Regions from separate parts of the Bombyx mori genome. Here region 2 is linked to region 1. A link is a contact called in public Hi-C data. All regions are on one chromosome and are shown on one strand. The core of a region is the stretch at or near the end of the contact, and the rest is flanking DNA. Distances in the headings are between cores, read along the strand shown. Region 1 has its middle 28 kb from the start of LOC134201424. Region 2 holds the start of SGF1 (silk gland factor-1).

Region 1 (3,493 bases), core at 962-3,461:
TAGCTGTTAGCAAATCCCACTCCTCCTGGCTGAACCGTTGCTCGCCCACCTGTCCTGGTGAAACTGGAAAGGCCTCCGGGCCACCAGTAATCCTTCAAATATAAAAAAAAATCGTTCTTTGACAATTTTTTATTTTAGTATTTTGCCGTCAATCGAGATAATATTGTAATGTTTCATAAAGCAAAACTGAGAAAAATGTTAAATTTATTTCAATTCAATTCAGCAAAATTTCGACATAAAATAATTAATGTCATGCAAGGCTAACACAGCTGTCAAAGGGCACAGATCGTGCAAGAGCCAAGTGCGGTTTTCAAATATTGATGTTTGGCAAAGAATTCCGGGATGTTTACGGGGCCGGCAGGCCTACTGACATACTAACATGTATATTTCCATTAATAAATGGTATCTTAGTAAACGTTACGTTTCAATGTATATATATTTTAAATTTGATATAAAATATGCACCGAAAAACAGTACTAACTTGACTAGATTTTTTTAAATTTCTTTAGTATTTTTTTTATTATTTACGGAACAATTTTAGTTTTTTTGTCATTTTTATCAGAGAGAACACACGGTTCAATGAAGACATACTAAAAAAACATATAAAACTTTTTAAAAATGAGGTGCTAAGAAAATACGGATTTTTATCTTTACAGCAATTACAACAAATACTACTTGGTGCTGTCAACTTCCCGAGTGAAATTCTCATTTCATCTAGGTATCAAAATACTCTGTATTTTTTATAGAACAATATCGTTAATATCATTTTACCGGGAATTTATAAAATATCTAATTCACAAAACAATTTAAACGTTTCCGGAACTCTCCGAATCACTTAACAGATTACACTTTAAAACAATCGTATCAATATTCCAGGAGGTTCGATAATTCGTAATAACTTTTTAATCTTCATTAACGTTCCGTTTCACGTTGCTCGTCGAACCGGATGTAATCCGTTTGGCGGTAAGTTAAAAAACGTTTAAAAGAGACGTCGGGGCGCGGGGGGAGACCAATTGAATTATTAATGCAGCCTCCACAAACGGCGAGGGTACATATTTACTCGTCTCGTAAATAGATGCGCACACAACCAACACGCGTTTTCTGTGCAGTATACGTACTGATATTAATGCAGATAAATATTATTAGATGATAATATATACATTATAACGCGTCGTGTTTATTTCGACAGTATATAGGTTATATTGATTTAAAAAAAACAAAGTTTACATTTTTTTGCAAATTCTTTTTTCAAACGTTCCGTATAATATTCGCGGACAAATTTGTATTTAGAATTAATTTCAAATATTTGCCTTCCAATATAAAGCATTAAAACAATATATCTGTTAAACTTCTGACAGTTTTCGTTTACAAACACATTTTTAATAATTTATTTCAACAAATAGTATCTAAATAATTGCATTATACTACATTCGCGTTCTTGTACACAATACGCGAAGGCCCGTAGTTTTCCCGAAGCTGCGCGCGCTACATTTGGATGTGTATGTGTGTATTTATGTCTAGGGTTGGCCTTTTGGGATGGGTCTCAGATCTATTGAATCTCTCTGCCTTTAGAAGGCAAGTCTTAGAAGCGACGTCACGATGTATTTGCAGAGTTGTGCAATTAACAGATCTTTATGAATATTCAATCGGTTTTTATGTTCATTTAAGGTTTGGTACGTGAAAGCATGTTAATTATCATAGTCTCTTTTATATCGGAATTTCATTCGGAAATCTATTTCGATATTGAATCGATTTTTTTTTTGTTTTTCTCCTTAATAACGTTACTAAACTTTTAAGATATTTATGACTACTCCAAAAAGCAACTTTTTCAGAAAAAATTAATTCTAACAATCAACTGTGACGATGCAATTTTGGGAGGATACAATTATTAAATTGTACGTAATCTATTTTTGGTTTAGACTCGACAAGAAACTGTAATAGTATATGTACAAAGCGTTTCATGTTCCGAGCGACACATCACGGAAAACCGTATCAGAAAGAGACGACATTGCGTTTAAAGAGACAGCAACATCGAGAGCGAGTGAAGCTTACATTTCCGAAACGTCTTAACATCGCGAATGTAGCTCGAAGGATTCCAGTACTTCCATCTTTCGCTCAAGAGATCATTATCGTTTGTCAGCTAATGTGCGTGTTGTATTAAAATAGAAGAGTACGGACGACAAATATTGATTCTGAGAAGGGTGTGTAATGAGGGCTGCGCGAGGGAGGCACATAATTTGGACTAATTCCTGTTGTGTTGACACAGGCTTGTCTGGTCGTTTGAGGATCTTGGTTACGCAACTTTTGCCTTCGGATGATTCGCAAAACGTTCTATACAATATATTATAAAACTTTCATTTGCCATTTTATGAACATCGTATTTGATTATAGCATTATAGCTCTGAAATAAAGGGGAATTGGAATTGGCCAAAAATAGAGAATCTTGGCGATCTTCAGAGGAGGCCTTTGTCGAGAGACAAGCTGTTTTGAAAACCACACCGAGCACCGAACGGAATACTTAATTATAAGTTGGATTTATATTTAAGTTATTATTAAGTAATTTTTTTTTATTGCCTAGATGGGTGGGCGATCTCACAGCCCACCTGGTATTTGTAGGCAGCGGCTTGGCTCTGCCCCTGGCATTGCTGAAGTCCATGGGCGACGGTAACCACTCACCATCAGGTGGGCCGTATGCTCGTCTGCCTACAAGGGCAATAAAAAAAAAATTGGTCACTGGAGCCCATAGACATCTACGACGTAAATGCGCCACCCACCTTGAGATATAAGTTCTAAGGTCTCAAGTATAGTTACAACAACAGTTACAACAAGTTAGTAACGATTAAGTAAAGCAGCAATAAAAGCTTACTTTATTTTTATTTATTTATTTATAGCATGATGAATTTAACATTGTTGTCATTGCGAAAAAATCTTGATACTATTTTTTTTCGTATTGCCTTTATAGGCAGATGAGTATAGGACCCATCTGACGGTGAGTACTCATCGTTGCTCATGCCAAGTCGCTACTTCTGAAGGCTCTCAGCAAACCTCGTTTGAGAAAGGATATTATATCGTAGTGCTCTCTGCTACAGTTGGAGTTCATTCCAAAGCCGGATGGTACGCGCCAAAAAAGATCACTGGGAACGCACTGCGACTCAAATCCAATCCAAATTTCAATCTTTTCATTTGCTGACTATTGTGTTACAACCGCAAAGTCGTCGCACAGATATACATCAGCTTCTTCGTATATATCGTCAGGGAAGAGGACGTTCAATTCTTCTTCACAATAATAATAATCATTTCCCTTGGATCTCTGGCCCACTGAGTTTCTCGCCGGATCTTCTCAGTAGATCGCGTTTCGGATCCGGTGGAAGAATTTGCGAAGCACTGCTCTTGCTAGGGCTAGTGTTAGCAAACTCGTCAGATCAGAGCCCCGTGAGCTCATCTAGTTGCTCGACGAAAATGGCATAACCCGTCGAGTTTGCCAGCATAGGTA
Region 2 (3,287 bases), core at 85-2,584, 130 kb before region 1:
GCCGTGAAGCTGTAATGCTTTCGGTTTGAAGGGTGAAACAGCCGTTGTAACTAAACTGAGACCTAAGAACTTATATCTCAAGATGGGTGGTGCATTTACGTTATAGATGTATATGGGCTTCAGTAACCACTTAACACCAGGTGGGCTGTGAGCTTGTCCACCCATTTAAGCAAAAAAAAATAAAGTCCGAAGAGTTACAATGGTGTAATAGCAATTTTTTTTTCCTGCAAAATCGATGTGGTTTTGCTGCTATTATAAAAAAATATATGATTAAACTACTCAATGATAAGATTTAGCTTTTAGTTCAAGTTTACAATTGATTAGTTTAGATTTTACAATTTATATAACTTTGCAAGTCGCACAGCAATCATTGTTCGATGGCTTTCACGTTATACTTTACAATTCTAATTTAAAAAAACTGACTAAAGGAGCCATTTTTGACTAAAGGAGTCTTTAGATTTTTCTGTTCGCTATTATGTATCTTTTTTTTTATTGCTTAGATGGGTGGACGAGCTCACAGCCCACCTGGTGTTAAGTGGTTACTGGAGCCAATGGACATCTACAACGTAAATGCGCCACCCACCTTGAGATATAAGTTCTAAAGTCTCAGTATAGCTACAACGGCTGCCTCACCCTTCAAACCGAAACGCATCACGGCAGAAATAAGCAGGGTAGTGGTACCGGCCCGTGCGGACTCACAAGAGGTCCTACCACCAGTAAGAACAGTCTTCTTACAGAAACATAACGATGGATGAAACTATTCTATCGGCTCACAGAGTCCACTGTTGGACATAAGCTTTCCCTAGGCCGTGCCATAAAGATCGGTCCTGCGCTGCCTGTATCCAACGGATCGCCCGCGAACCTCAAAACTCAAGGTACTCAAAATACTAATTCCGTACAAAATTACGTAAAAGTTAATTAATTAGTTATGACACGACGCCTACAATCCCACCGAAGCGAAACTCACACAAAGACATCATGTACTCTTCCAGCAGAGTTCTCAGCTCCGAACACAGTCGTAGTGTCTTAGAGATATTCGGTAACTCGACAAGAATGCATAAACTTAATGCCGCACACAAGCACACATTCCTGGTAAAGCACTTATGATAATTCCATGTTTTTATCGTTTGGAACTGCGGTATTATTAGCAGCGGAGAGCGTCGCGCGCGAAGCTGTGCCTGCGGGGCGGGGGTGGGGCGCGGGGTGGGATGCGCGCGTCGCGGGGCGGGGCCCTCGGCGCTCCGCCCCTCGCCGCACCAATCCTCGACACGGTGGAGGGGATCCCGGGCCCCTAGCTTCTATTTACTCTTTCAATCAGTGCGAGTGTTTGCCCCTGGCCGGCGTGCACGCGCGGGTGATGCGCTAGCCATGATCTCGCAGAAGCTTTCGTACGGCGACGTGCCGACGTCGGCGTCGCTGTCCTCGCTGTCGCCGGGCCTCGCGCCGCCCTACGTTAACGGTATGGGCTGCATGCCGGCGCAGCCCTATCCGAATCTATACTCCAACAACATGGTCGCGGGCGGCTCGTGTATGGGCTCCCCGAGTGTCGGCTACTCGCCGCCCAGCACCATGGCCTCCTGCATGGGCGGCGCCGGCGCCGTGCCCTACGGCTCCTTGCCGCGAGAGCAGGAGGCCGCCTCACCCACCTCAGCGCTGCAGCGGGCCCGCAACGACAAGACGTACCGCCGCTCCTACACGCACGCGAAGCCGCCGTACTCCTACATATCGCTCATCACGATGGCTATCCAGAATAATCCTTCACGCATGCTGACGCTCTCCGAAATCTACCAGTTCATCATGGATCTGTTCCCTTTCTACAGACAAAACCAGCAGCGCTGGCAGAACTCGATCCGACATTCGCTGTCCTTCAACGACTGCTTTGTGAAAGTGCCGCGCACGCCGGACAAGCCCGGAAAAGGTTCCTTTTGGACGCTACATCCTGACAGCGGGAACATGTTCGAAAACGGTTGTTTCTTGCGACGTCAGAAACGATTCAAGGACGAGAAGAAAGAGACATTGAGACAGGCCCAGAAGGCGCAGCAGACGCACGGACACCACGGGGGCTCACACGACAAGCGCGGCGAGCACGGGCACGACAAGAGCGCGCCGCCCGGGCCCGGCGAGGACAAGGAGATGCGTGACGAGCTCCTGGCCCAGCTGCACGCCGCGCCCGAGCTCTGTCTGCCGGAGCACACGCCGCTCGCCCTCGAGCACTACGCGCAGCTCAAGCAGGAGCCGAGCGGGTACGCGCCGGCGCAGCACCCGTTCAGCATCACCCGCCTGCTGCCCGGCGCCGACACCAAGGCGGATCTCAAGATGTACGACGTGAACTATGGATACGGGCACTCGCCGGCGGATAACTACTACCAGTCGCCGCTGTACCACCATCACCACGCGCACGCGCAGCCGCCCTTGTGACAATACCCCCTGGCGTAGGCCGTCCGCCGCGCGCCCTCGTGGTGCGTGCCGCAGGACGAGTCCGCCGCGCCATAGCCCAGCCGCCGCCGCAGCCGCCGCCGGGCCGCACAACCCGACAATCTCATCAATGATATTGGACTCCAAGTGAGCGTTACGTGTTCTGGTGATATTACCTACGGAGCGGTCGCGCTCGCCCGAGGACCCTGTATATTTGTGTATATATTTGAGTTAACGAAGAGTCCGTCGTTGTGTGCATTTCATTCCTAGATAGATGTTTAGTGCACGCGGAAGGCTGAGGGCGAGCGCCGACCCGCGATTCTAGGCCTAAATCTTATGTCGAACTTTCGAGAAAGTGTCCTTTATAGTCATTATATTCGACTCTAATTTGTACACTCCGACTTTTAGGACTTTTAAAACATGCCGGCAGTTAGTTCTCATGTAGTAACGGACGCGTGTAACAGAGGAAGTAATGCGATCGATACCTTATCGGTTATCGCTCGTTTCGCTTATCTATCGATATTTAGATAATAAGCTTAATATTTGTTTGTGTATCGCGTTGATGTCTTTTATTAAGTAAACAAACAAATTAAGTTCATTTAAATTCTAAACACATTAATGTATAGAAAAGAGAGAAAAAAACAGCGACTTCTTCATTCAAATCTATAAGTACTATTTACAATATAACTGATGATCAACTTAAAAGATAATTCAAAAAAAAAGGTTACTATTGAAATTCGAATCAACAAAATGTCCTCGAGTGTACAATTTGGAGGATAATGACGTCATATCGTGGACGTATGTACTGTGCAATGTGTATGAAATATGTATAAAAAATAATAATAATAACGAAAAATATTAATTAAAATTAT

The links. A called contact is a pair of places that touch in the nucleus more often than the background predicts.
Region 2: a contact with region 1 is called in a Hi-C map of posterior silk gland, with 3 times the contacts expected there. The contact joins the promoter of SGF1 here to the enhancer-like site in region 1. A contact is called at or near these places in 3 of 7 Hi-C or Micro-C datasets (middle silk gland, posterior silk gland and whole pupa).

The regions. Positions count from the first base shown.
Region 1 is chr25:11,156,844-11,160,336 of ASM3026992v2, reverse strand. No RefSeq gene overlaps it. Among protein-coding and RNA genes, the nearest start is that of LOC134201424, 28 kb to the left of the region's middle. Within about 2 kb of position 2,211, at least 3 of the 8 cell types and tissues checked have open chromatin away from gene starts, as enhancers often do.
Region 2 is chr25:11,282,840-11,286,126 of ASM3026992v2, reverse strand. It overlaps SGF1 (silk gland factor-1), which reads left to right and starts at 1,334. Exons shown (of 1, transcript NM_001043864.1): 1 at 1,334-3,287. The coding sequence starts at 1,369. The coding sequence ends at 2,418. It overlaps LOC134201420 (a long non-coding RNA gene), which reads right to left and starts at 1,177. Exons shown (of 2, transcript XR_009976705.1): 1 at 968-1,177.